Linked DNA regions of Mus musculus: all the other regions are linked to region 1. The links are chromatin contacts, called in public HiChIP or PLAC-seq, Micro-C and promoter capture Hi-C maps. All regions are on one chromosome and are shown on one strand. The core of a region is the stretch at or near the end of the contact, and the rest is flanking DNA. Distances in the headings are between cores, read along the strand shown. Region 1 holds the start of Mtrf1l (mitochondrial translational release factor 1-like). Region 2 holds the start of Ginm1 (glycoprotein integral membrane 1). Region 3 holds the start of Katna1 (katanin p60 (ATPase-containing) subunit A1). Region 4 holds the start of Mthfd1l (methylenetetrahydrofolate dehydrogenase (NADP+ dependent) 1-like). Region 5 holds the start of A630066F11Rik (RIKEN cDNA A630066F11 gene). Region 6 overlaps Lrp11 (low density lipoprotein receptor-related protein 11). Region 7 holds the start of Lats1 (large tumor suppressor).

The links. Promoter capture Hi-C pulls out the DNA fragments that hold promoters and counts their contacts. Hi-C and Micro-C count contacts between places; a contact is called where the count stands out from the background. HiChIP or PLAC-seq counts read pairs in DNA pulled down with a chosen protein or histone mark.
Region 2: a Micro-C map of embryonic stem cells shows a contact between it and region 1, with 6 times the contacts expected there. The contact joins the promoter of Ginm1 here to the promoter of Mtrf1l in region 1. A contact is called at or near these places in 7 of 39 promoter capture datasets (cranial neural crest, erythroid cells, hippocampal neurons and 4 more), 4 of 484 Hi-C or Micro-C datasets (CD4 T cells, CD8 T cells, embryonic stem cells and 1 more), 2 of 115 datasets of contacts at active chromatin or transcription factors (astrocytes and extraembryonic endoderm stem cells) and 1 of 9 other capture datasets (adipose tissue).
Region 3: a promoter capture Hi-C map of pre-B cells shows a contact between it and region 1, with 9 times the contacts expected there. The contact joins the promoter of Katna1 here to the promoter of Mtrf1l in region 1. A contact is called at or near these places in 8 of 39 promoter capture datasets (the C10 cell line, cranial neural crest, embryonic stem cells and 4 more), 1 of 484 Hi-C or Micro-C datasets (CD4 T cells), 1 of 115 datasets of contacts at active chromatin or transcription factors (astrocytes) and 2 of 9 other capture datasets (adipose tissue and liver).
Region 4: a contact with region 1 is called in a promoter capture Hi-C map of pre-B cells. The contact joins the promoter of Mthfd1l here to the promoter of Mtrf1l in region 1. A contact is called at or near these places in 12 of 39 promoter capture datasets (the 3T3-L1 cell line, 3T3-L1-derived adipocytes, the C10 cell line and 7 more), 7 of 484 Hi-C or Micro-C datasets (CD4 T cells, CD8 T cells, double positive thymocytes and 4 more) and 1 of 115 datasets of contacts at active chromatin or transcription factors (large pre-B cells).
Region 5: a contact with region 1 is called in an H3K4me3 HiChIP or PLAC-seq map of embryonic forebrain, with 11 times the contacts expected there. The contact joins the promoter of A630066F11Rik here to the promoter of Mtrf1l in region 1. A contact is called at or near these places in 13 of 39 promoter capture datasets (the 3T3-L1 cell line, 3T3-L1-derived adipocytes, the C10 cell line and 9 more), 7 of 484 Hi-C or Micro-C datasets (CD4 T cells, LSK cells, embryonic stem cells and 3 more), 3 of 115 datasets of contacts at active chromatin or transcription factors (embryonic forebrain, embryonic stem cells and stem cell-derived neural progenitor cells) and 3 of 9 other capture datasets (adipose tissue, embryonic stem cells and liver).
Region 6: an H3K27ac HiChIP or PLAC-seq map of embryonic stem cells shows a contact between it and region 1, with 10 times the contacts expected there. The contact joins the enhancer-like site here to the promoter of Mtrf1l in region 1. A contact is called at or near these places in 7 of 39 promoter capture datasets (the 3T3-L1 cell line, 3T3-L1-derived adipocytes, hippocampal neurons and 4 more), 1 of 484 Hi-C or Micro-C datasets (embryonic stem cells), 2 of 115 datasets of contacts at active chromatin or transcription factors (both in embryonic stem cells) and 1 of 9 other capture datasets (adipose tissue).
Region 7: a contact with region 1 is called in a promoter capture Hi-C map of hematopoietic stem and progenitor cells, with 4 times the contacts expected there. The contact joins the promoter of Lats1 here to the promoter of Mtrf1l in region 1. A contact is called at or near these places in 14 of 39 promoter capture datasets (the 3T3-L1 cell line, 3T3-L1-derived adipocytes, cranial neural crest and 9 more), 4 of 484 Hi-C or Micro-C datasets (LSK cells, embryonic stem cells and erythroblasts), 4 of 115 datasets of contacts at active chromatin or transcription factors (embryonic limb bud, embryonic stem cells, epiblast stem cells and 1 more) and 3 of 9 other capture datasets (adipose tissue, embryonic stem cells and liver).

What each region holds. Positions count from the first base shown.
Region 1 is chr10:5,821,978-5,825,621 of GRCm38.p6, forward strand. Mtrf1l (mitochondrial translational release factor 1-like) reads right to left here and starts at 1,966. Exons shown (of 7, transcript NM_175374.3): 1 at 1,549-1,966. The coding sequence starts at 1,786.
Region 2 is chr10:7,779,660-7,783,072 of GRCm38.p6, forward strand. It overlaps Ginm1 (glycoprotein integral membrane 1), which reads right to left and starts at 1,258. Exons shown (of 8, transcript NM_001346750.1): 1 at 1,102-1,258. The coding sequence starts at 1,215.
Region 3 is chr10:7,723,866-7,727,456 of GRCm38.p6, forward strand. It overlaps Katna1 (katanin p60 (ATPase-containing) subunit A1), which reads left to right and starts at 2,135. Exons shown (of 11, transcript NM_011835.2): 1 at 2,135-2,258.
Region 4 is chr10:3,971,229-3,974,960 of GRCm38.p6, forward strand. It overlaps Mthfd1l (methylenetetrahydrofolate dehydrogenase (NADP+ dependent) 1-like), which reads left to right and starts at 1,847. Exons shown (of 28, transcript NM_172308.4): 1 at 1,847-2,250. The coding sequence starts at 2,027.
Region 5 is chr10:7,661,088-7,664,789 of GRCm38.p6, forward strand. A630066F11Rik (RIKEN cDNA A630066F11 gene) reads left to right here and starts at 2,284. Exons shown (of 1, transcript NR_030698.1): 1 at 2,284-3,536. Pcmt1 (protein-L-isoaspartate (D-aspartate) O-methyltransferase 1) reads right to left here and starts at 2,521. Exons shown (of 8, transcript NM_001347228.2): 1 at 1,988-2,521. The coding sequence starts at 2,216.
Region 6 is chr10:7,598,650-7,602,245 of GRCm38.p6, forward strand. Lrp11 (low density lipoprotein receptor-related protein 11) reads left to right here. Exons shown (of 7, transcript NM_172784.4): 3 at 58-199. The region is part of intron 2 of Gm16254 (predicted gene 16254); the gene reads right to left. Among named protein-coding and RNA genes, the nearest start is that of Gm16254, 8.2 kb to the right of the region's middle. Within about 2 kb of position 2,207, at least 23 of the 459 cell types and tissues checked have an H3K27ac peak or open chromatin away from gene starts, as enhancers often do. A contact at or near this core is called in embryonic stem cells and stem cell-derived epiblast-like cells, where this site is marked.
Region 7 is chr10:7,679,546-7,683,178 of GRCm38.p6, forward strand. It overlaps Lats1 (large tumor suppressor), which reads left to right and starts at 1,664. Exons shown (of 8, transcript NM_010690.1): 1 at 1,664-1,905. It also overlaps a transcript of Pcmt1 not described here.

The DNA.
Region 1 (3,644 bases), core at 716-3,215:
GTGTGTGTGTGTGTGTGTGTGTGTGTGTGTGTGTGTATGCTTGGTCCATAGTAAGTGGAACTTTTGGGAGGTGTGGCCTTGGAAGAAGTAGGTCTCGGTGGGGGTGGTGGGCTTTGAGGTCTCAGATACTAAAACTATGCCCATGTGACACTCAGTCTCCTTCTGCTGCCTGTGAATCAGCTCCGTCTCCAGCACTGAGTCTGATGCATGCTGCCATGCTTCGCTTCTCCCCTTGAGGAGAATGGACTAAACCTCGGAATGTTTTCCTTGCTAACACAATGTTTCTCTTCTGTCACCATCTCCCATACCTATTCTACACTTCCACCATACAGGACTTCTCAAGCTGTACCTTCATCCATGTTGGTCACTTCTGCCTCCTAGCCCTTTCTCCGATCCCACCTAACCACCTCTTCCTTGACTTTAGCGATCCATTGTAAAGCTACTTTCTGCTTTTCAGCACTGCTTTTTATATTGAAATTAAAAGTCCTTACTCCTTATCTGTTTCCATTTTCGTGCATATGAGAGTACTCAAGCTTGCAGATGTGTGAGCACTCGTGAACGTGGAGCCAAGAGGTTGATCTCAGTAACCAACCTCAATCCCTCTTCCCACTTTCTTCGAGGCAGGGTCTCTGAATCAAGCCTTAAGTTCCCAAGTGTGTTCTACTCGGCAGACGTCTCTGGAGGCTTTAGGAACGCAGACACTTTGGAATCTCGAGGGAAACATGAATTTCCAGGTCTCGAGTTCTAACCATACAGTGCATCGCTCCTCTTGCACTGCAGTGTGCCAATGCCATACACTCACCTGCGGCTTTAGTTCCTCTGCTGGGACTAGCGAGTCTTTCCTGTGCAGCTGAGCTGCCAGTGTGAGACCCCAACTTACAGAGCATTTCTCCCTGGAAGGTAAAGAAAGCCCCTGGACGTTCCCCAAGCTTGCTTTCCCTGATCTCTAAAAATACAGCCAGAAAGAAGCTCTTTGTTCTCTATAGCCAGCAAAAAGCCTTTTTGTTTCTATACTTTACAACCAGAGATGCCTGCCTTCCTGTGCTGAGGACACGGAGATAAAAATTCAGAAAGAACTCACTACCCACTCCTGCCTTGTAAATTTCACCAAGGACACAGAAAAGAGAAGAACTCTCTTCCCAACTCCTCCCAACTCTTCCCAACTCTCCTCCCAACTCCTCCCAATTCCTCAGCTAGCTGTTAAAAGCCCCCTACTGCCACTGCTTGGGGTCGAACTCCCCTGCCCGGCACCGTCCTCAGCTAGCTGATAATAAAACCTCTTGCAGTTTGCATCAGGTGTGGTTTTCTCTCGGGTCACTGGGGTGCTGGCCAGCTCATCCCGGGACTTGAGCGGAGGCCTAGCTTCGGGGGTCTTACACCAGGAGGGGAGAGGAAGCAACCGAGAACCTTAGTGACTTCAGAGGACTAACTTGGCAGAGCACCTTGTCCAGGGACTGCTCTAGAGAGCCCAATGGAGGATTGTCAGAACCCTAGTGACAAGATCTGGAACGCAGATGGCTTCCGAACCCACTAGAGCGGGTGGCTTACCGTGCAGCAATGACTCCGTGTCCCGCAGCTCCCGCTCCTTCTCGCTCAGCAGTCGGGCGGCCGCGGCCAGCTGGGGGTACCCAGCGTCCAGACCACCGGCCTCCGAGCCCACGCGGCGCTCCAGGAAGGCCCGCAGGGGCCCGCCGCGGGCGAGGAGCTCCTCGGAAGGCGGCGGCGTGCGGCTGAAGGCGCGGCGGGCCCACAGGCGCCGGGCACCGCTCAGAAACCCGCTCCGCATCCTGGCTGGGCCGCCCACCTAGCAGAAAATATACAAACACTCTAGGAAGGTCTCCGATCCAGAAATGTTCTGCCGGAAATGTTACGAGAACTTCCGGCAAAGCGTAGTACAGCCTGGAGGTCCTCTAAAGTCAAAAGGCAAGCGGGCAGGGAGGTCTGGACGCGTTTGCCCCGCCTCCAACCCGAGCGCCGAAGTCTCCGCCCTACCCCAGGGGAGGGGCTCCGGATTCTCAGCTCCTCCTCCAAATGGGACAGGTCTGGGGCCTCAGCCCGCCCCCCTCAGGGCGGAGCTCCACCGTCTCAGCCCCGCCTCCACGGGGGCGTGGAAACCACCCACGCCTGACTCCCACTTCTAGTGGGCGAGCTCTGCTGCCTAGGCGTGACCTTGAGATAGCGAGTGCCTCCAATGCCTCAGCCCCGCCTTGAGACAGAACTTCACCTCCTCAGACCGGCCTCTAGGGAAGAGCTCCAATGCCTCAGCTCCGCTTCCTCGGCCCCGCCCTCCAAAGGAAACTCCAAAAGCGCGGCTCCGCCTCCTCAGCCCTGTTCTCTAGGGAAGGAGCTTTAACGCCTCAGTCCCGCCTTCTCGGGTCGGCTCCTGGAGGAAGCGCTTCCTCCGCCTCGTCTCTCAGGGTGGAGCTCCACCTAGTTCCGCCTACAGGCTGAACTCAGAAGCCTCACCTCCAGACCAACTCTGAAGCCTCGACTCCGCCCTCAGGCCGAGTTTGGCTGCTCCCCAAGACCTGTTCCCCAGCGAGCCAGGCTGGAGTGAACAGCAGGTGTCTGCAGTCTGAAGGTGAAGGTTTGCTTCTCAAGGCTGTGAGACTTAAGGATAGTCAAGCGACCAGCAGGCACAGAGTCCACAGCCACAGAAGTCATCTATCTCCAGTCTCTAAGGCTTAATTATAGGGTGGTCATCTGACATAGGTTCCTTTCAAGGACAGGCATATCCTACTAAACCTCCCAGGGACGCTACAAAATCTGTTTTCCTATCGTCACCCACCACACCAAGCACTAGGTTTCTCCGTTTCCTGCCTCACATTCTGATTCACTCAATCCGACTCTCCATTGCTCTCTCACTTTCTTGCTGTTGCTCCCTCCTCCTCCATATCCAAGTTAAAACTAACAAACTACAACACAATGAAGCATTTTAAAACTTTCCTCATTCTGCTCTGAAGTTGTAACTCTCGGGGAGTACTTGCTTACCTTGCTCAAGGCTGTCTGCAGCCCTGCAATTAAAAAAAGAAAGAGAGAAAAATCAAAGGCCTCCCTCTAGTGGACATCCACCCTCCTGACTACTAACTTATGTATTTGCAATTCAAAAGACTTAACCACTGCCTACCAGAGAAGTGGGTAACAGGATGTGAATAAACCAGACAAGCCACTCCTGAGGATGCAGAATTTGAAGCTTAGTCTACTTGCGAATTCTACTGGATTACTAGCTGTTTTTTGGACCATGGTGGTTCACTGCTGATCAAACTGTTCTCTGTTTAGAATCAAATGGGTACTCTTACCATTAACACTAATCAAAATTACTAATTTCAAGATTATATAAAATGAATTTTGCATCCTATCTAATCAATCCTTAGCATCACATACAAGGGCACTGGCATGAAGAAATGAAGCGGCTCTTCAAGTGATAGCAAGGAGCTCCAGCGCCTCAAATGTCCCTTCCCTTTTGGCACCCAGGTGACACGATATGCAAATGTTTAGCTATAAGATAGAGGTTGAGACCCGTTTTGTTTTGATTCTGACCCGAGTATAGAAAAGAATTGTGGTGTGTTTTCTATCTCTACCAGGAAAAGTTATTTCTAACCCTAAACTCATTTTGAAATAAATGGTGAGGTACTTTGATTTTA
Region 2 (3,413 bases), core at 8-2,507, 2.0 Mb after region 1:
TTTCTGTATTCAAAAGAAGAGTTCTAGCATAATTCTAAAACATTATAAGCAGAATAAAGAGCTGGAGATGGCTCAAGAGTTATAAAAGCACTTGTTGCAAAACAGGACCATGGGAAACACTGAATCCACAAGGTTATCCTGTGACCTCCATTGGTGTAAGTTCCCGATCCAACACCACATATACACAACAAGTAAAGTTTTAAACATAAAAAGTGACATTTATCATGACAGTCACTTCTGTCTTTAGTGTGTTCCTACCACATAAGTTTCTTGTCATTTGGGGAAAACTCGAATTTTATAATCTCTAAACTTTCTCCTACTATACTGAAGAAGGCCAATGTGGCAACAAGAGTAAATCATGGGCTGGCATTTTGCAATGGCAGGGTTCTCACAGTAAGCCAGGAATCTGAAAGACTTGTGACCTTAGAGCGGTTGAATCTCGTTCCCCTGGGATGTTGAAGAAACTCATCTCCGACCCATCACGCAGGAAAGGACTGCTCCTCCCACCCACCCCACCCCCACGACCACACACACACACACACACACACACACACACACACACACACAAACACACATCCAATAAAAAGCCCATCCGGGAAGCGATAGACCTTCAGCCTCCCTCAGTCGCTAGCCCGAGTGGCCCCGAGACCAAGAAAGGCACTCCCTCCTGGTCGCGGCCGAGCAGACACAGGTGGCCTGGAAAATTGCTAATTGGGCAACACAAACATCTTCAGGGCCCAGGACCGGGCGCTAACCCAGGAAGGAGCCATTACAAACGACCGAAGTCACTAGCGATCACGCATTTTCGACAGCAAAACCTGGCAGGATCCGAACCGATTCGAGAGGCGCTAGGAAACTCAAGTTCGATGGCCGCAGTCTTGACCACACTTTCAAGGACGCCTGCACGCCTTCCTTGCGTTCCCTTTCGGGGGACCCACCCCACCCGGCATCCGGGAAAGCCCCCCCTTTCTCTCCCGGCGGCCAGACCCGGTCCAGCCCCGCACTCTCGGCTGTCCACCTGCGGGAGGGGGCAGCGTCACCCCGCCCGGGCTCCCGGAGGTCCAGGCAGAGGAGCGGCTTGTTGCGGACGCCCAGCCCTACCTGCGGGGCTGTGGACGGCGGCCTGGGCGCGTTGGTGGTCAGCCATCCCGCGGCTGGCAGCGCTATGAACAGCAACAACCGGACGGACAGCGGCGCCGACAGGCCGCCCTCCATCTTGGACAACACCGGCCCGGCGCGGCGGGAGGTGAGGGCGTGGCGGTCCGGGGCGGGGCGGGGCCTAGGGGAGGGGAGGGGCTGGGGGGCGGGACCGACCCCTCCCAAATGGGGCGGGTCGACCGAGCTGCTGGGGCTGCGCAGGCCTTTGACGTCTATGGGCGGAGCCAACTTTGTGAGCGTCCTCCGGGAGTTTGAGATGAGAAAGGGGTTTTCTCCAAACAAGTGCAATTCTTTACGAAGCCTTTACTTTTGGAGTGTGATTTTGTTTTCTCTTTCGAAACAGGATCTCGAAACAGTAGCCTAGGCTAGCTTTGAACTACTTACTGATCCTGCTGGAATTACAGAAGTGTGCCACCCTCTCACCTCAACCTTGATGGTACTTTTTCATTAGTATCAATATGTCGATATACTTACAAAAAAATGAAACAACTAGTGTCTTATAAAATGTCAGGAATGATAAATAAAAATTTAGCACTTGGAGAGGTACCCGCTTTTTCACTGGCTCTCACTATGCAGCTCCAGAACCCTCTATCTACACCAAGCTGACATTCAACTTGTGACAATTCTCCTGCCTCTGCCTCCTGAGTGTTGAGATTACAGGCAAACACCACCATTCCTACTGACTCATAAATTGCCACCTCTGGCTACAGGTGAGACTTTTGTTTGTTTGTTTTGTTTTTGTTTTTCGAGACAGGGTTTCTCTGTATAGCCCTGGCTGTCCTGGAACTCACTTTGTAGAGCAGGCTGGCCTCGAACTCAGAAATCCACCTGCCTCTGCCTCCCACGTGCTGGGATTAAAGGCGTGCGCCACCACTGCCCGGCCAGGTGAGACTTTAAAAAGTTTATGAAGTACTGGGCCTCCGTACAGCCCCAAGTATCTGATTCGATTAGATTGCACTAGAGCTGGGAAAGTGATAATTTGTCATGGGTCAGGGCTGAGGACCTGGCCCTTACCTTAAATGTCCCACTGTACTTTTGGCGTCGAGAGAAAATGCCACCAAATGAAGCCCGGTTCACATGTCTCCACATTCTGCTCCATTACTTTCCTAACCTATGAAATGAAGGTGTAGACCTTTCTTTAACCTGTTAATTTTTAAAATTTTATGTAAATGAGTTGTAAACCACCATGTGGGTGCTGAGAATCAAACCCCAGTCCTTTGTAAGAGCAATAAGGGGCCTTAACCGCTGAGCCGCCTTTCCAAACCCTTTTTCTAACCCTTTAGCTTGTATTTATTGTGGAGCAAGGTGTCATGTGGACGTGAGAGGACAACATCCGGGGGCCAGTTCTCCGCTTCTGCCATGTGGCTTACGGGGATCCAACTCAGGTCGTGAGGCCAGCTGGAAAACAATTCTGTCCTAATCGCACTGAACTTCAGGGAGGGGCTGGAGCATATTGGCTGGGGAAGAGTAGGAGACCGGACCCCAGCCAGGAGGTTACTGAGAAGCCCTCAGCCGTGGTGATTTCCCACCATTGCCCTGGGGTCCCCACACTTCTGTTACTAACCCCTCACATGAGTAAGCCCAATAAACCCAAGGACTTCCTGGGCGAATGCTGGTGGGATTATATTTTGGTTTGTCATAGACCTTAGAAGTAGGGGTAGATGCTCACAGCTCCCCCGGGGAAGGAGTTTTCTTAATACAGGATTGCATACCGATTGACACGTAGTTGTATGTATGGCCTGTTAGGTAGAATAAGAAATTTATTTAGGGGGCTGGTCAGATGGCTCAGTGGTTAAGAGCACCAACTGCTCTTCCAAAGGTCCTGAGTTCAAATCCCAACAACCACATGGTGGCTCACAACCATCTGTACAGTTACAGTGTGCTCATATACATAAAATAAATCTTTTTTTTTAAAGAAATGTATTTAGTTTTTCTTTGAAATAAAACCTTTGCCATAGAAAGGATTTTTTTTTTCAGCTTTTGAAGCCATTTTCTCCTACTACCTCTGCCATATGCCTTACTTCTAGGGTACAGTAAACTGCTAGGTAGCTCTCAGATATTAGTAGGTCATTAAGGATGGATCCCCCCTCCTTCATAATCAGCAGATGGTAAATCCAGGAAATGAAATTGCTGAACTGTGACTACTAAATGCATGAGCTCTGCTGGAGACACTGTAGCAGTCTAGAATATTACTGTTTAGCTGGGGGTTTTCTGGTAAAGCACAGCCACATCACTGTCCCCATCCTTAGCAATGA
Region 3 (3,591 bases), core at 885-3,384, 1.9 Mb after region 1:
TTGCATGCATCCAGCTGTGAGCTGGTGAGCTGGATGGAGCTAGGAAGAGCTGGGATGCAGCTCTATATAGAACTGGACTCAGCACTGCAAAAGTAAAAAGGCAAAGTAGGTCAGCAGAAAATTGTGTGACCGCACTTAGGAAACGGAGGCAGGAGGATTCCCCCTTGAGTTTGAGGTGACCATGGGTTATTTATTGTGATTCTATCTTCTAAAAAAAGAGAAGTTTGAAATCTCTGTGGTTTAAGGGTAACTATAACTGTTTGTTGTTTAATTGTACAAGTAAGTAAATAGAAGTAGTCACTGTGTCTTAGGGTTTCATTGCTGTGAAGAGACACCATGACCACGGCAGCTCTTATAAAGGTGAACATTTAATTGGAGCATGCTTACAGGTTCACGGGTTCAGTCCATTCTCATCATGGAAGTTTCCAGGCAGGCATGGCTGGAGGATCTGAGAGTTGTAAACCTTGTTTCAAAGGCAAACAGGAGAAGACTACTGTCTTCCAGGTAGCTAGGAGGAGTGTCTCAAAGCCCATCCCCACAGTGGCACATTTCCTCCAACAAGGCCACACCTACTCCAATAAGGCTATGTCTCCTAACAGTACCACTTTCCTGGGCCAAACATATTCAAACCACCACACACTGTAAGTCACCTTTTGGGGGTTTGTCTTTCTATTTCAAACATTTTCACTGACGCCAGGCACAGAAGCCCATGGCTGTAATGGGGACTCTTAAGAGCAGAGAAACTATGAGTCTGAGGTCAACCTGGGGTATGTGATAAGTTCCAGGCTAGGAGAGGTTATAGAGTGAGACTTTGTCTTGAAACAGCAACAAACAGGTATGTGGGAGTAGGTGGATGGGTGGAGGAACATCCTCATAGAAGCAGGGGGAGGGAGGATGGGATAGGGGGTTTCCTGGGGGCCAGGGTGGGAAAGGGGATAACATTTGAATTGTAAGTAAAGAAAATATCTGGATGGCTCAGCGGTTAAGAGCACCGACTGCTCTTCCAGAGACCTTGAGTTCAATTCCCAGCAACCACATGGTGGCTCACAACCACCTGTAATGGGATCTGATGCTCTCTTCTGGTGTGTCAGAAGACAGTTACAGTGTACTCATATACATATAATAAATAATTCTTAAAAGAAAAGAAAATATCCAAGGAAAAAACAACAACAAAACATCACTGAGGTATAATTTACATAAACTCAAATTACAACTTTCATTTCATGTGTAAAACTGTACACCTGGGAAGACATCTCCACTACAGAACATCATTCCCAACTCCTAACTAACTCCCACCCGGATACTTCTGATTAGTTACTACAGATTCATCCTGTAGGTTCTAGGATTTCCTATATATTTAAGTATACCATATACATTCATTTTGCACCTTTGAGAAGCTTTTAAATTATAATCCGGTTTTATAAATTAACAGGCCTTTGCATTTGTATAGATTATAAATCCATCTCTTGGAGTAATTGATCTATATCTCTCTAAGTGGTCTTTTTTATTCTTGCTGATGTGCTGATTATAGTTTTCTGTGCTCTGTGACACTAACGTTCACATCTACTAGAGCAGAAAATATATTTTCTATTTTTGGTGAAAAATTTAGAAGACTTTAAACCCTGTAAAACATTATTTCATATATGCAGTGGCTTGCCTGCATGCATGTATGTGTACCAGTTTGTGCCCTGTGTTTTGTGATATAGGAAGAGGGTGATGGATCACCTGGAATTGGAAATAAAATCTCACCCCTTAGCATGTCTTGAGAGTATTCGCGTTACCCTGACACATGGGTCCCAGGCTTCATAATCCTAAGTACCGGGCTCTAAAGCAAGATTTGTCATAAACGAATTGCTTGAGCACTGACACTCACCTGTAAGAGAGCCCCTGACCTCCTAACCTCAGAGCAGCTTAGTGTAAATCTCCTGCTAAGGCAGAGTGAAGAAGCCCTGGGAAGAGATAATGGTCCACAGAGTAAGTACTGAAGTAGGCGGGGTATTGCCAAGTCCTTCGCCCCGCCTACTTTCCTTCCCCACGCCTACTCCCATTTCCTAGCCGCGGCGCACAGTGCGCAGAAGCACCCCGAGCTCGGCCACGCCCCTCCGCAGGTTCCGCCTGCGCGCGCACGCCCGTAGAGCACGCACTTCCGGGGCGTGTCCCCGCCGGTGCGGGAACTATCCTTTTAAGAGGGGCTTTCCCGGTTTCATTTCAACTTGGTCCCGACCCGGAGCTGCGGCGGGTAGCCTGGGCTGCGCTAGGTGAGTGCTCGGGCCTCCAGGCTCCCTGTTCCGCCCCCGCGACACCCGACCAGGGAACGCGTTCGAAGCTTTCACGCCCCCATCCCGAAACTTCCGCCTTGTAAAATCCCCAGAGCCTGGAGGTTGGGGTTCAGCTTCTTTTCGTACAGTTTGTTAGGTTGGAGTTGTACTGCTTTCTGGTGGCTTACTTCTTTCTGTTGTTTCTCCTTTGTGTTGGCCTTTGTTTTTAGTTTTAGATTTATTGCTATTGTTGAGTATGGTGTAGATGTGGGCGCGTGAGTGGAGGTCAGAGGACAACTCTCTGGGGTCGCTTCCCTCCATCCGCCTTTACGAGGGTCCCAGAGTTGAACTCGGGTAGCCCGGCATGCTGGGCAAATGCCTCTACCTGCTGAGCCCCCTCACCGGCGTTTGTTGTTTTGTTTTTGTTGCTTTTAAAGGTGATAATATTGACGTTCTTTCTCTCTCTCCCTGGCTGTTCTGGATCTCGCTCTGTAGACCCGACTAGCCTTCCTTTACCTCCTGGCGCTGGGATTAAAGGTGTGTGCAACCACGCCACTCTTGGGGTTAGTTTCTTAATCTGAGAGCCTAGTGTTCTCATGAAAGCTTTTGGCTTTTTTGATTTGGCGCTGTGGAGAAAATTTATCCCAGGAAGCATTTGTTTCATTCAGTATGTGGGTTCAGTGGCATACAAACGAAAACTTGTCTTTCTTTCTTTCCTTTCCTTTCTTCTTTCTCTTTTTTCTCTTCTCTTTTCTTCTCCCTCTCTTCTCCCTCTCTTCTCCCTCTCCTCTCCCTCTCCTCTCTCCCTCCCCCTCCCCTCCCCCTCCTCTCCTCTTTCTTTTCTTTCCTTTCCTCTCTTTCTCTTTCTCTTTCTTCTCTTTCTCTTTCTCTCTCTCTCTCTCTCTCTCTCTCTCTCTCTCTCTCTCTCTCTCTCTTTCTCTTTCTCTTTCTCTTTCTCTTTCTCTTTCTCTTTCTCTTCTTCTCTCTCCTCTCCCTCTCCTCTTTCTTCAGTGTCTCTTGTAGCCAGAGCTGGTCCTTAACTCCGGATCCTTTTGCCTCTGCCTTGTACTGCGTGTAGGCTAGGCTTGTAACTGTTGCCAGCCCTTATTTGTTTATTTATTTATAGACAGTGTCCTTTGTAGCCTAAACTGGCCTGAACTTCTGAAACTCTTGCTTCTGCCTGGTACTGGGATTACAGGCGGCTACACTTCCCCCAGTTCAAGCTTTTATTTAGTAATCATTAGTACTTTTTATGTAATTAGCTCCCAAGAGAACAGTGATGCCTGCCTGCCTTTCTTTTCTCTTTTCTTTTCTTTTCTTTTCTTTTCTTTTC
Region 4 (3,732 bases), core at 597-3,096, 1.9 Mb before region 1:
GCTAATGTAGGAGATCCAAGAGTCTCCCTGACTGCTAGCGAGTCGCAGGAGGGTTAAACTACTATTCATATTCTGCTTCCTAAAGTCCCCTCTTTGGCCCAGACTCCCTTCTTGAGGGACAGGAGGCTTTACATATTTCTCCACCTGAACTGTCCAAAACTGACGTCATTTCCTCGGACCCCTCGTGCGCTCCTCCAAAGCACCCTCCCTATATGCAATCTTTCTCTGAGACGACTGGGATTCCTCAGTGGCCATTGGGCAACTGTCTTCTCCACTCTTCTCGTATGCACACCCCTCCCCGTCCTGATTGTAGCCAGCATGGTATGTCTACACACAAGCACAGTGACATCGTCCACCCAGCTGTCTGTGGTCTATCTCTCTACCTGCTTGATACTAGCCCTGAACTCACTGCTAAGAAGCATGAAGGGAGTTTACAAGCTCGTAAGTCAGCCTGCCTTGCTTTCCCAGGCTAGAGGTAAGAGCCTTATTATCTATCCCTGCAGGCAGAGTGAGCTTCACATTTCCCACAGCTCTTGTTCCTCTAGACGCACCACAGTCCTGGGAGATGTCGCACAGTATTGAGTTTATTCCACAGATGAGAAATGTTGTGTTTAGGGATCCCCAATCTAAAAGGGACATCTATCAAACCTGCCCTAATAAATGAATGGACATGGCCAGAAGATAGATTCCAATATCCCTTCCATGGGCTCATCTCTAAGGGCTTAAATTCCTCCATGTATAAGCTTCAACTCTTAAAATATGCCTCCATCTCCCAGTAACCAAGAGGGTGACCAGGTTTTTAATATATGGACCTTTGGGACACATATCCAACCTACAGCAGTGAGGAAGGCAGAGGATATCCTGTAAACACTGTCTGACTCAACCTCATCGTAGGCACTTTTCATAGGGAGTAAGTTTCTGTGGCTCCAAGTTCCAACTAGATGTGTGTATTTTTTTTTTTCTTAAACTTTTTACCCTCTTTGGAACCTGCTTGTCCATGCATTTCAAAAACATGGCCCCCGTGTGTCAGTGAGGTGGCTCAACAGGTATAGTCACTTGCTGCCAAACCTATGAAGTTGAGTTCTATCCCTAGAACAATCCTTCTGCCCAGCACCTCAGCACGCCGCTGCTGACCCCAAGATAGAATCAGAGAACTGGTTTCTTCAGGTTGTCCTATCCTTTACTTGCTGCAAGCTCAAGGACACAAGTAAAACTTAAAAAGAGGAAGAGGAGGAGGGCACGTGGAATTGGGCAAGCTCACAGCTCTGCCAGCAAACCAAATGACTTCTCTTGATCGCAGGTTCTCCTGGTTAGAAATCAGACGAATGGCGTTCCATTTCTTACATCTGTTGGGGTTAATAAATATATCTTTCCAGCACACAAGACAGCGTGAGCACTCAAAAAACGGTCTCTGCCTTGCACAAATTCTACCCTACCTCATTTGTGGTCTACAAAGTTACTATGTTATTCCCACTAGCCTTGGAAATTATAAACTTGGAAGACTCAGTCCTAAAACCATTGACGTTAATCTGCTTAAGGCTACAAAACCAGCATTTGCATTGCAAACTCTAAGAACGACATTTAGCCCTAGGCCACCTCCCACGTAATAAACACTTCCTTCTGAAGGTCTAAACTGGACTTAGGACCACTACCTCCTGAGGAAAGTGAGCTGCATTATGAAGACCAAGGGTGGCATCAGGTTTTGAGGCAGAAGGGCTGGCCATACAATCTCAGGGCAAGGGCTCAGCACCACGCTGATGCCCCACCTCCTATGCCTTGACTTTCTGGCAACTCCAACCAAAAGCTTCACGTCCGCTGGCCCCCGCCCTGTTAACGTCACGGCCACTTGGTACAGTGCCCCCTAGGGGCCTCAGTTCCTCCCACGAGGAAGAGTCTAGTCTTTCCTGCTGCTGGCCCTTTACTGTGCCGCTTGGCTCTCTGGTGCCTCCCACGCCAGCCCGGGGAAGAACTTGCAGCCGCATCTCGGCGCCTGGGGATAACCAGTCACCCCGCACTCTGCAGCAGCATGAGCGTCCGCCTCCCTCTCCTGCTTCGCCAGCTCGGCCGCCAGCAGCTGCCCTCGGGCCCGGCGTGTCGCCTCCGTGAGCTGTGTCGCTCAGGCAGCAGAAGCAGCAGCAGCGGAGGTGGTGACCCCGAGGGGTTACGCGGGCGGCGGCTGCAGGATGGCCAAACCTTCAGCAGCCATGGCCCAGGCAATCCGGAAGCCCCCGGGATGGACTCCATCGTCAGGTGAGTGTCCTGTTTGTCTACAGGCAGGTCCCTAGCCAGGGACCCAAGGACCCAATGGCACTCTCGGCCGCTGGGAGACCCGAGGGACCGTTCGTAGGGCGGGAAACAGAGAATGCTTGGTTCCGACTTGCTAGAGACGCCTTGCGATTGGCAGAGAGGGCGTGGGGGCGAAGGGGAACGTCCGGAGTATGGGACCCGGTAGATGAGGGCATCCCCCCCAGCCGGCGCGCGCCTCACGGACCGCACGCCCCGCTCCACGTGCACCGCCCGCCTCCGGCTCTGATGCAACCGCGCCGGGCGTGGCGCCGACAGGAAAAGGGCGGTGCGGCCCTGGGCGGGAGAGAAGCAAGGAGGATGGCCCTACAATCCCGCCACTGCTGATGTCCCACTACTGAAGGAGGGGCGGGCTAAACCCCTTGCGGAAGCCCTCTAGGTCTAGGCGTACGGTCCGCTCCGGAGCATCGCTGCTCAGAGAGCACACAGGTTCCGGTGCAGCAGTATCTGGAAAGTTCATTCTATATCCGGTGGTGATCTGAGCAGAGTCATCTGGTCAGACCCTATAGTGAGTTTGCTAGGCCACTGCTGTGCAGAGGCACCTACCTGCAAAGGGCGGGAAAGCCCTTTTCTGCTTTGATTCCCAACTGGGGCTATGGAAACAAATGAGCAAAAATAATCTGCCCCCAGGGGCTGTCACACATATATCCCGCAACAAGTAGTCATTATTTTTACAATAAACTAAACTAAGCTCTACAAACTTGGTGTAATGAGCATGACAGTAAATACTTAAGGTTCAGTGAACTAAAAAGCAGAATTTAAAATGTTACATGGGTACGTTTGTAATAAGGAAAAACGTTCTCACAGTTTTTTGATAAAATCCAACATTTTATGGACACTGACATTTCAATTTCATGTGGTTTTCACGTGCTATGAAGTATCCTTATTTCTGTTTTTCTACCAGTTGTTTAAAAATGGAAGCTCAGGCTAGGGAGACTGCTCAGTTAAGTACTGAGTAAAAGTACTGGCTGGGGGAAACATGAAGACCTAAGTTCCATCCCCAGTACCCATGTGGGCATGGTGGCATACTCTTGACATCCCAGTCCCTGAGAGGCAGAGAAGGTCAGATCGTGAAGCTCACTGGCCAGCCCACACAGCATAATCCAGACCAATGACAGGTCCTGTATCCAAAATTAAAGTGAGCAACTGTTGAGGGACAGCATCCAGAGTTGACCTATGGCGTGTACACACAACACACATGCATCAGAACATGCATCCTTGAATATATAAGTAAAAACATATGTGTGCATGCACGTGTCCTTAGCTAAATGGGTGGCTCTGCTTCAGAACCAGAGGTCAGTGCTTAGGAATCGGATGCCTTCCTTCTGCAGTGTGCCTGTGTCACTGGGTGTGTGAGCAGGGACAAGCTATTGGTCTTACCATGTTCAACTGCAAATGGAGATCATAATGCCACCTACTTCAATGAAG
Region 5 (3,702 bases), core at 1,034-3,533, 1.8 Mb after region 1:
GCCAGGACTACACAGAGAAACCCTGTCTAGAAAAACCAAAAACTAAAAATAAATAAATAAATAAAAATAAGACCACTTGGAAAAGATCTAGTGTTGGGTTACCACAAATTTGGCTACAAAAGAGACTTTAAAAGCTTGACAGATCACAAATGTCTACCACAGCCAAGTGTCTACTGTGATAACCTCTTAGGGGGAAAATTACCTAGTCACAAAATTCATGTTCAGAATGTTTTATGCTGCAATAGGAGGCACTTAGCTCATGTTATCAAATTTTATAGAACATTTCTTAATCCTGGGCTTATGTGTAAGCCACAAGAACATAAACAACACTTTACACTATTGCCTCAGTGTTTAAATATCTATTTGCTTTCAGATATACTTCTACAAAGAGAATGTTGACAAAGTTTGATAACATTTAGCTATCTAAACATACTTCATTGCCTTTCATTAACATCTAATGTCTATTTAACTATGATTCTTAAAATGTGATGATTAATATTAAGTACCAAATGTCCTACTTATTTCTCTCATTCACTTTTTTTTTTGTTTTGTTTTTGTTTTTGTTTTTCTAGACAGGGTTTCTCTTTATAGCCCTGGCTGTCCTGGAACTCACTTTGTAGACCAGGCTGGCCTCAAACTCAGAAATCCGCCTGCCTCTGCCTCCTGAGTGCTGGGATTAAAGGAGTGCGCCACCAAACCCGGCTCTCATTCACTTTTTTGTACCTTACATAGATCTCAGCATTTAATGCAAAGGGGATTGGCATTCCTGGGAGGGGTGGGGGTGGGGGTGGGGGTGGGGATGACTATTGATTCTTTGAGAAAATTCCATTGTTTAGCGTTCCAGCCCTCACGGTGATTATGAATAGAGTTGAGAAGTAAGATAAATACCTCAAAGGCTTAAAAAAAAAAAAGAAAAAGAAAAAGAAGAAGAGAAAAGAAAAGTCGCAAGAAAATTAAAAACATCACCCAGCAGACTATGATTATTTTTGAAAATTGGTGGCAAAAGAAGCTGTGAATTCTGATCAGGGTGAGGTTATGAACTTGCAGCTCTTCTTGGTCTCTGAGCCAGACAACAACACTATTTCAATTTAGAAAGGAAAGTGACACAGCATTCATTCTATCCTGAAACTATCATCAAAGGAAGCAATACAGTGACTACAGAAAATGCTATTCTTTAAAAAAACAAAAAAAAAAAAACAAAAACAAAAAAAAAAACAAAAACAAAACAAAAAACTTTTCAAACGCGCTTTTAAAAGCCAATGAACACTCTTGAAAAAAAAAGTTGGAACATTTTATACACACAATGGTCTGCTGGATTCAAAGACTCCAAACAAAGTCTCTTAGGAGCAGCATGCTCTGACAATCCCTCGCTCCCCCGCCGCCCCCCCCCCCCCAAGGGCCTATACTTTGGACAGCAACCTGAGAAACTGCTCCCAGCAACCGCAATAGTCGGAACCTCCTCTCCCCTCCCCTTGCTATCAGACAGCAGCATCTCCCTCCAAAGGAAAAAACAGAGGGCGGGGGAGGCAGAAAACAGAAAGCTTGCAGGGAATCAACCGAGAACAGTGAGAGAACCCGTAGGCCGAAGGTGGTGTCCCCTCGGTGCTAGTCCAGTCACCAGAAACAAGCCTGCACTTCCCCACCCTGAAGTCACGCCCCTCGCTAGTGGGACCGCAGACTCCAGCAACAGCCCCGCCACCTGTGCCGCACCCAGTCCCCCGCAGCCTGCGAGGAGGCAACTGCCCGTGTCCCACCCGCAGCAGCTCCCTCTTGGCTACTACCCTCTTCCCATCCACATCGCCGAGTGACAGGTCCCGGGAGAGGAGACTGCAAAAACGCACGGCGTTCCGAACTCCCGGTGCAACCGCGCTGCGACGCCCTCCAGCAGGCGCAGGGGTGCAGACCGAACGTTCCGGATTGTCAGGGGGGGACAGCGTCCAGGCCCGGCCCTGCTCCCTGGCCCACGCCGGGCGGGGGTGGCACTTACTGCGGAGGTTGTGGATTAGCTCCGAGTGGCTGGCGCCGCCGGATTTCCAGGCCATCGCGAAGCACACCCGGAGCAGGTACAGAACCACCTTCAGCGCGGCGACGGTCCCTAGCAGTTTCCCCAAGAGTGAGACCACCTCCCACACGGTCACCGCCCCGCTGGTGTCCCCGCTCGAGCGGCCGCTGTTACTGCCGTCGCTGCCACTGCCGCCAATGCGCGCTCCCGGCATCCCCCGCGGCACGCATGCGCTCTGTGACGCCGCGCAGTCCGGGGTGCGGCCAGGCGGGGCCCGCGGCGGGGGAGTCCTGGAGCCCAGTAGCGAGCGGGGGCGATAACCAGTGCTCGGTGGCCGCAGCGAGGTCGCACAAACGAACGCTGCTCAGTTCCCCTTCCTGAGGCCTGCACCTGCCTCCGTCCTGCGGCCGGCGAGCTGGTGTTCTGCGTGATGAGGCTCCTTCCTAGCCGCGGCTCTGGCTGATGCGGGATGGCGGGTCCGACGTGTGCCGCCTTCTTGGGCTCCGCAATCGCCACTCCGTCAGCTGTTGCGAGCGGCCGGTCTGCTCCTATGGCTGTCTAGATTGCTAGATGGTGTGCTGACTCCGTCTTGCCTCGTCCAACCCGGTGCACTAACCTAAGGCTTCTGGATGGGGCCAAAATAATCATTTTAACAGAGCCCAAGGGCAAAGGGCCTCTCAGGTACGAAGTCCACTAGCCTATGTCTCAGCACGGTCCTGATGAAGCAGAGGCTCTGGTTTGTTTTCAGCTCTGAAGGCATAAATTCAAGGTGGAAGAATACCGTGACATGGAATTGGGGGTAGGGATGCTTCCCTGGTTAAGAGCAAAAGTAGCCGAGAGCTATAATTGGTTACAAAATAAGCTCAGTACCCTGTGGTGGAAGTGTTATTCTTCCTACCCAAGTATGAGTTTCAGCTTAAGCTCACAAATTCCATCCTTAGACTGGACACCAATTTTACTGCTTTCATCTCTGCAACATTCTAAGAATTGACAGGAAACACTGTCTGCCGCATCCAACGTGTGCTAACTTGAACTGAGACACAGCCATGACTCCAGTAAACTTTCAGGAAGGAAACGAAGATAAGACACCTATGCTGTGCTGTGATGTCAGGAGCAATTTCCAAATTACAGTTCTTACCAAACTTCATCAGTTGCAACACTCAACCTGCATCCAACCTGAAATGTCTATCACCTATTTTCATGACTCCTGTAACTAACTATAAATGTCAGTGTTGTTCAACATTAAGAGTAAAGCGATGAGTTTTAGACCGTCCGTTTTTTTCCTACCCAGTACCACCTGCTCTTCTAGTCTGAGTGTAAAAGTTCATTAGAATCTCCTTGTGCTTAGGTACTTTCATCTGACTGCTTTTCTGTATGGGTCATGATGTTTACATCTGATGAGTTTAATCCAAATACCTTTTCCTGCTCCTCAGTCCATAAATATCACTCAACCTCAGCTTAGGTGAAGTGGTCCAGAGATGACCTTGTTTTCTCCATTTTCAAATGATTGGTCACCTCATAAATTCTATCTTGCAAAACCTATCATTTCGGTGACTGGCATTTTGTATGGGGAAAAGAAATAGCCAGGTTGGGTAACAGTCTTGCTGCTGGAAAACGAAACAAAACAAAAATCCTCAAGCTCAAAAAAAAAAGGGGGGGGCAGGCATGGTGGCACACGTAGGAGGCAGAGGCAGGCAGAT
Region 6 (3,596 bases), core at 957-3,456, 1.8 Mb after region 1:
TGGGTGCTCCTGGGCCTCTGTGCTCTACTCTCTTCCCTAAAGCTGTTTGTATGGCAGGTGCCTCAGCCAGGAACCCTGAGGCTGTCCCGCCTGAAGGAAGGAGCTTACATCTTCCAGCTGACTGTGACTGACTCCGTGGGTCAGAGAAGCTCCGATAACGTCTCTGTCACTGTGCTTCCCAGGCCCTACTCCACGGGAGGTGAGGAGAAAGCCAGTCCTTCCTTCCATTGAGTCCCCCATGGCCAGCCAAGCCCAGCTGGTCACGGAAGGATGGTGTCAGTGGGATTTACACCCTGGGGTCCCGTTTCACGGGCTCCTCCATCTTACTTTCGGTGCTTGAAGTTTTTGCTGAAAATGAAATAGCAAACACGGCTCTGTGTTTAGGACCGTTTGGATCCCGCTGGTTAGAGTGTAAAGAACGTTCTCAGGACATGGCCCATGAGGTAGGGGTCCTGTACGCTGACCTTCTGCCTTTGCTCTTTGACCTTGTTAAGGACAGTGCCTGTCTTTCCTAGGAGAGGGCTTAATGTAAAGTTAGAGGGTCTTTCTGATATGCGTGTTTGAAGTGTTTAACCGAAGTCTACAGTTTAAACAGTCCAGCCAATGGAATCAGAGGGTAGAACGGTGGTTAAAAGCTAGGGTCAGTATGTAGGAAATACTTGTAAATATTCCAAATAAATAGAATGAGCTAAAAGACGAAGTTTAAATATTCTTACCACAAAAAATTAGTAGATATGGTGATATAGATTGTTTACTGACTTGATCTAGTTAGTACTAAATACATATATACAAATATAGTATATGTATATATATGTATGTATATTATACGCACATCAACATATACCCTTGGGTGCCATATATCTATATACTATTGTCCATCAATTAAAAATAAAATATGGGGTGTAGGGAGGAAAGGCATATGATAGGCTAGAAAGGAGATGACTAAATCAATAGTTTATATAATAAACCACTTAAAATATAAGAAAGAAAAACATGTGGTTAATGACTCCAGTTGGACTGAAATAGGAAAAGTAGTAAAGCCCTGCTCAGTCTGAGGCCAGCCTGGTCTACAGAGTGAGTTCCAGGACAGCCTGGTCTACAGAGTGAATTCCAGGACAGCCCGGGCTACACAGAGAAAGCCTGTCTATCAAAAAATAAAAAACAGAAAAAAAAAGTTTCACAGAAGCCAAGTGGTGCTGGTATACTCTCTTAATTCCAGCACTCAGGAGGCAGAGGCAGGCGAATCTCTGAGTTTGAGGCCAGCCTGGTCTACAGCGTGAGTTCCAGGACAGCCTGGTCTACAGCGTGAGTTCCAGGACAGCCCGGGCTACACAGAGAAACCCTGTCTCAACATAAAAAGACAAATCCAAAACAACAACAAAAAAGGAGTCAGCGTGGTGCTATTCCTACCTGATCACTTACTGGTTCAGTTAGAGAGCGTACTATGAAGTCACATATGAAATACCATGTATAAACAGTGGCAAACAGGTGGGGACATAAGACAGGAGTTTCTGTCTCCTTTAACACACACACACACTATAACCTGGTTCAGGTTTTGAGTATATTGATTGTTCTAACACCTTTTGAATGCATGTGAGGAACCTTCTCTGCAGATAGCAGGCTGGAGAGAGAGCGTTTAACATGAGCTAGCACAGTGGTTTCAAATAGGGACGAACCCCACCTGATGCTGAGCACATTTTTAGGGCAAGAAAACAAGACACTTGAACTTTTAATTTTACTCATTTTCAACCTTCTGAAAATTTTCAGTGTGTTTAATAAGGTGTGTGATGTCTTTTATTCTGTGTGTACGTGTGTGTTCACTCAGTGTGCGTGCCTGCACATGCACACGCATGTGTGAAGGTCAGAGGACAGCTTACTGAGAATGTTGCTCTCTTTCCAGCCTGTGGGTTCCTGGAATTGACCTCATGTTTTCAGTCTTGGTGACAAGCACCTTTACCCACTGAGCCATCCTGCAGTCCCCTTGGGTCCAGTGTCTCAGAACACCAGCACATGCAAATTATTTATGAGTAAATTTGAGGTGTGTGTTTATTACGATGCTTAAAACGTTTGGAGACTGCTATTCCAGAAACAGATTAAATATAGATGCTGATCTGCCTCTAAAACTACATAGAAGTAAGGAGAACCCTGCAGTCTGGGGATTTCCTGTCACATGAGTAAGATTGCTTGGTGATCAGCGCCTTTGTTTTTGCTTGCTCCCCCTGGTGGCTGTCGCTGACCCTGCAGGCCTAAGTTTTCAAGGAGGCCAAACTGACCGCTGTCTCAGCAGCTCCTGCGTTATTTCCTTCCTTTCTTTAATTCTCCTTTAGGATCAAGCACTCTTCCAATCACCTTGCACCCAGACAGGGTCACTTTCCAGTCTTCTAGTTGACAGCTTTTCAATAAAATCAGTGTTAGATTCCGTCTGTGCACATCAACTATGCTTAGCTTTTGCTGTTAGTGGAATGTCTTATAATCTGCCAGTCATGTTCCTGAAAGAGCCATTTAGTCATTCCTGTTACCATAACATTGTAGGATTCCAGGGGGCTGGAGAGATGGCGCAATGGTTAAGAGCACTGGCTGCTATTCCAGAGGGCAGGGGTTCAATTTCCCAGTACCCACATGGCAGCTCACAACTGTCTGTAACTCCTGGCCCAAGGGATCCTATACACTCACACAGATATACATGCAGTCAAATCACCAGTGTACATAAAATAGAAGTAAATAAATAAATAAGAAACTGTAGGACTCCTTAAGGCCGGCTTCTAGCTGGGTGCCTTTCATGACTATCACCCGAGTTACCTGATTTGGTTTGTATTATTACATTTATGTATTTTTGCCAGGTATGGTGGTACACATCTTTAACCCTAGTGCTCAGGAGGTAGAGGCAGGTGGATCGCTGTGAGTTAGAGGCCAGCCTAGTCTACAGATTAAGTTCCAGAACAGAGAAATCCTGTCTTGAAAGACCAAATATATATGTATGTGTGTACATACACACACTATAGACATATATATATATATATACACACAAACACACACACACACACACACACACATATTCAGTTTTATGTGCATTGGTGCTTTGCCTGCATGCATGCCCATGGCAGGCGTTGGAGCCCCTGGAACTGGAGGTACATACAGTTGTAAGCTGCCATGTAGGTTCTGGGCCTCTGGGAGAGCAGCCAATGCTCTTAATCCCTGAGCCATCTCTCCAAACCCATCTGATTCTTTTTTTTTTTTTTTTTTTTTTTTAGATTTATTTATTTATTATATGTAAGTACACTGTAGCTGTCTTCAGACACACCAGAAGAGGGAGTCAGATCTCATTACAGATGGTTGTGAGCCACCATGTGGTTGCTGGGATTTGAACTCTGGACCTTTGGAAGAACAGTCGGGTGCTCTTACCCACTGAGCCATCTCACCAGCCCCCCATCTGATTCTTATTTAGCAAAGTTGTCTTAATCAAAAGTAGAGAAAACTGCCTTTCAAGAAAATGTCTGTAGCTCTTTTGAATTATACTGCAAGACTAGAAGCTCCTGAAATTCCCAAGAGGGAAAACTACCATCATTTCACAAAAATATATTCCTCTACAACACTAG
Region 7 (3,633 bases), core at 414-2,913, 1.9 Mb after region 1:
AAACTACCTAGATCATATGCCAAGATTCCCCAGCTTTTCAATGCATCCTTCAATGCATTTATTTCCAAAAACAAATGTTTTCACATCAATGCTTGTGAACAATATACATTCTAGATAGTTTTCTAACATCTAAAAAAGAATGACCTAATATAAAAAGTGTCCCAAAGGTAATTCTGATTTTTAAAAGTTGGAAGTATTACACAATAACTGCATCTCATCATTGCAAAGTTGGTAATGCTGGTGCTCTCCCAGACTTAGCTCCAGGTTGGAGGCCTGAGTTTAGGCCCTGGCCTGGCCTGGCCTCCGCTCCTCTGCTTCTTTCCCAAGGGTCTTTTCACTGCACCCTGGCTTGTGCGGTGACTTAGCCCTCTCAAGAAGCAGCTCCAGCTCTCTGTGCTTAAAATATTTTTAATGGTTCAAATTAGCAGACATAGTCCATTGAATTACACGTCTTAAAATTGTACCTACCTACCAAAGCACAAGGTAGGGACCTTGATTTGTAGGACGATCCCAACAGCATAGTGGGGCTGAAGCCACATTAGGGATTTTTACTATGACGACAGAGCTAAAGCAGTGGCAGCGACTACATTAAAATATTCCCTTGTCATCTAAATTTGACCATCTGAGGTTTTCATAGTTGAACTTTTGGATACAGTACCTCAGAAAAAAGCAGAACTGGGCTTCATGGAGCAGGCTTGTTATCTCAGCTACCTTTAAGACTGAGGCTGAAGGATCACAAGTTCAAAGCCAGTCCGGATAACAGTGAGGCCCAGTCTCAATGAAAACTATAAAATGTTCTGAGGATATAGCTCAGTGGTAGAGCACTGGCATAGCATGGTTCAATTCCTGGTTACACTGGGATGTCAACGTTTTTACTTTTTTGGTCTAACACAAAATAGAGTATCTGAAAAAAAAAATAATTGCATGTATTACCTACCAGCAAAACTGGGGACTGTGTTCATATTTACAGGTGATAGACAGCCCAGTGTTGGTTGGCACCATTTAGATTCTCAGCACTAGGAAAGGTGGAGTGGGGTAGGAGAATGGGAGTTTTGGCACACACGCTGCGGCCTAGAGATCCTCTACGTGGACCTAATCCCCCGCAAAAGAGAACAATGCATTAAAAGACCAAAGTCAGTGATGCATCCCGAACAGCAGATTCAATTTCAAGAGAAACAGAACTTCTGACAGCGGCCCCGTTACTCGTTATGGCTACAATGACCTCTCCTGCAGATCCGCTGGACCGAACTCTGCAAATCCACAGGTCCAGTTTCAAGAACACTCCATCTGGCTAGTTCCAAAACCACATTCGCTCCCAGCTCTGGAAGACTCGAGTTTTATTCAAGCTCTAGACATCTTGCCTCGTGACGTCCGCGGTCTCGGAGCGCCGTTCACCGCCCTTTCCTGGTGCGACCCACGCTCGCCGCGACGCGCCCGCGTCTCCGTGCGGAGCCAGAACGTGGTGGTACAGACTCCACTCTCTGGGCCACACTCACCCCGGCTCGGGGAAGCGGGCGAGCGAGTCTCGGTCGGGAGGCCACAAACGGAGCGCTAGCTCCGGGGCCCAGCGGGGCGGCCTGAAGCCCCCAGTCCTCGGCCCCCGCGCAAGCGACGCCGGGAAATGCCCACATCCGGGAAACCCGCGGCGGACGGCGGCGGCGGCGACACGGAGTGGAAGGCAAAATGGCGGCGGCAGCGATGGCCTGGTGCTGAGGGGAGAGCCAGGTCCTCGCGACCCCGCGTCGGGCCGCGCTGGCCGGCCGCAGCCCCCCGGCGTGTGTCCCCGCCCTGCCCCATCCCGAACCCGGAGCGACGCTAGGGGCCCTGGGGGACGGGCTCCGGGCCGCCGCGGCGCCGGCCCTCGGGCCCGCAGCGGCTGTCCAGAAGCCTCACCGTCCCCTGCAGGTAGGTCCGGAGCCGGCGCCGCGGGTGGGGCTCGCGCTCCTCGGGAGTCCCTGTCGGCGGGGCGGTGGCCGGCCGGGCCCACGCCCATCCCCGCTGGCGGGGGTCCAGGGGCCGCGGTGGCCAGGCGGGCTGAGCCGGCCGGGTCTGGGCCTGACTGGGGCTGATTGCGCTGACCGGAGCCGAGCCCTGCCCTGGGGAAGCGGAGGTTGGCCGCACCCGGCGCCGCAGGGAGAGCCCGGGGGCACTGAGGCCTCCGAGGTGCGAGCTGGCCTGGGAAGAGCGGGCGGGGGCTCGGGACGACAGCCACCCCTCCCCGCTTTAGAGGGGAGAGGAGCGAAAGGTGGTTTTTTTCACGCAAGGTTGCACCAAACCGGCCTCACTTCTTTGGCCTCGCAGCGGGCCTCCCGTCGGGGTCCACCTTTGAAGCAGTCCTGGGAACCTCTCCAGCTCGCTGCAATTTGTTAGCTCACCGCTTAGTGGCAGGGGGTGGGAGAGACGTGTCACTTGTTCGGGTGCTTTTTAAGTACTGGAAAACGAAGGAAAGACAGTAAGGGAAGATTGTTTATTGTACCTGGGGAAAAAAGTCGAAGCGAAGGAAAGAATAACTCTCCGATGACTTATCCCAATTCTCCCACTAATGCAGTTGGAAAATCACTTTTCTAAGGGAACGAGGTTAAAATATTTGTCTCCATTTGTAAATATGACTTTTTAAAATATGTGTATTCACTAGAAGTTACAAGTCAGATGAGCAGTAAGTACAGTCTCACACAATATGGTATCACTCAAGGTTTGGAAATTAGCCCAAATGCCTGGCATGAAGGTTGTCAGAAGTTTATGGATTATTTATTGAAGGTTATTATACTTTTCTTAAGACAGGGTCTCACAATGTATTCCTTAGCCTGGGACTCAATATGTAGACCATGCTGACCTGGAACTCAAAAAGATCTGCCCGCCTCTGGGGTTGGGCTGTGAGCCACCATGCCCCGCTAATGTTAAGGTTTTTAGTCCTTTAAAATCAAATTTTCTCCATGAGGTATGACTCTCTTCTAAGATATCTTTAGTTTTTATTACCTTAACTAAAGTTTTCTCTTACCTAGTGAGTAGTCAGGTAGGTAATATGGTTGAGGTGATTCTCCAAGGCAGGCAGGCAGGCAGACAGGCAGGCAGGCGAGGAATCTGTGTTTCTCTTATAGGCTGTTATTGCAATAAACTAGATAGTGGCACAGGCTGGAAAAGGCGCTCTCTTTCTGTGCCTGATTATTGATTATGACTTGAGACTCTTCACAGAAGTCTTTTTTTTCTCCTAAACTGTGTGTATGATATTTGGCTTTATTTTCATCATTTAAGTTTCTGTTTTTCATGCTAGTCTTTGTTCTATATACATATAATCTTGAGAGGTTCCTACTGTGATTATTAATTTCATTTAGATGTGATATTTACATGACTTTTGTATATCACAAAAGTTTAGTGATACATACTATCAAGTAGAAATGACAATTATTCAGTATCAATATAAAAATGTAAGTGATAGTTTCCATTTGTTCTTCTCATACTGAGCACTGTATGTGGGTAGGGCCTTATAGATGGGTGGTAAGGAAGCCCTCTACCCACCCTTTTTTCTTTGAGACAGATCTCACTAAGTTGCCATTTCACTCAGCAGTTTTCACTTTGTTACTTGTTCTTGAGACAGGGTCTTTGTGGCCCAGGCTGGCCTAGGATTTCCTTTGT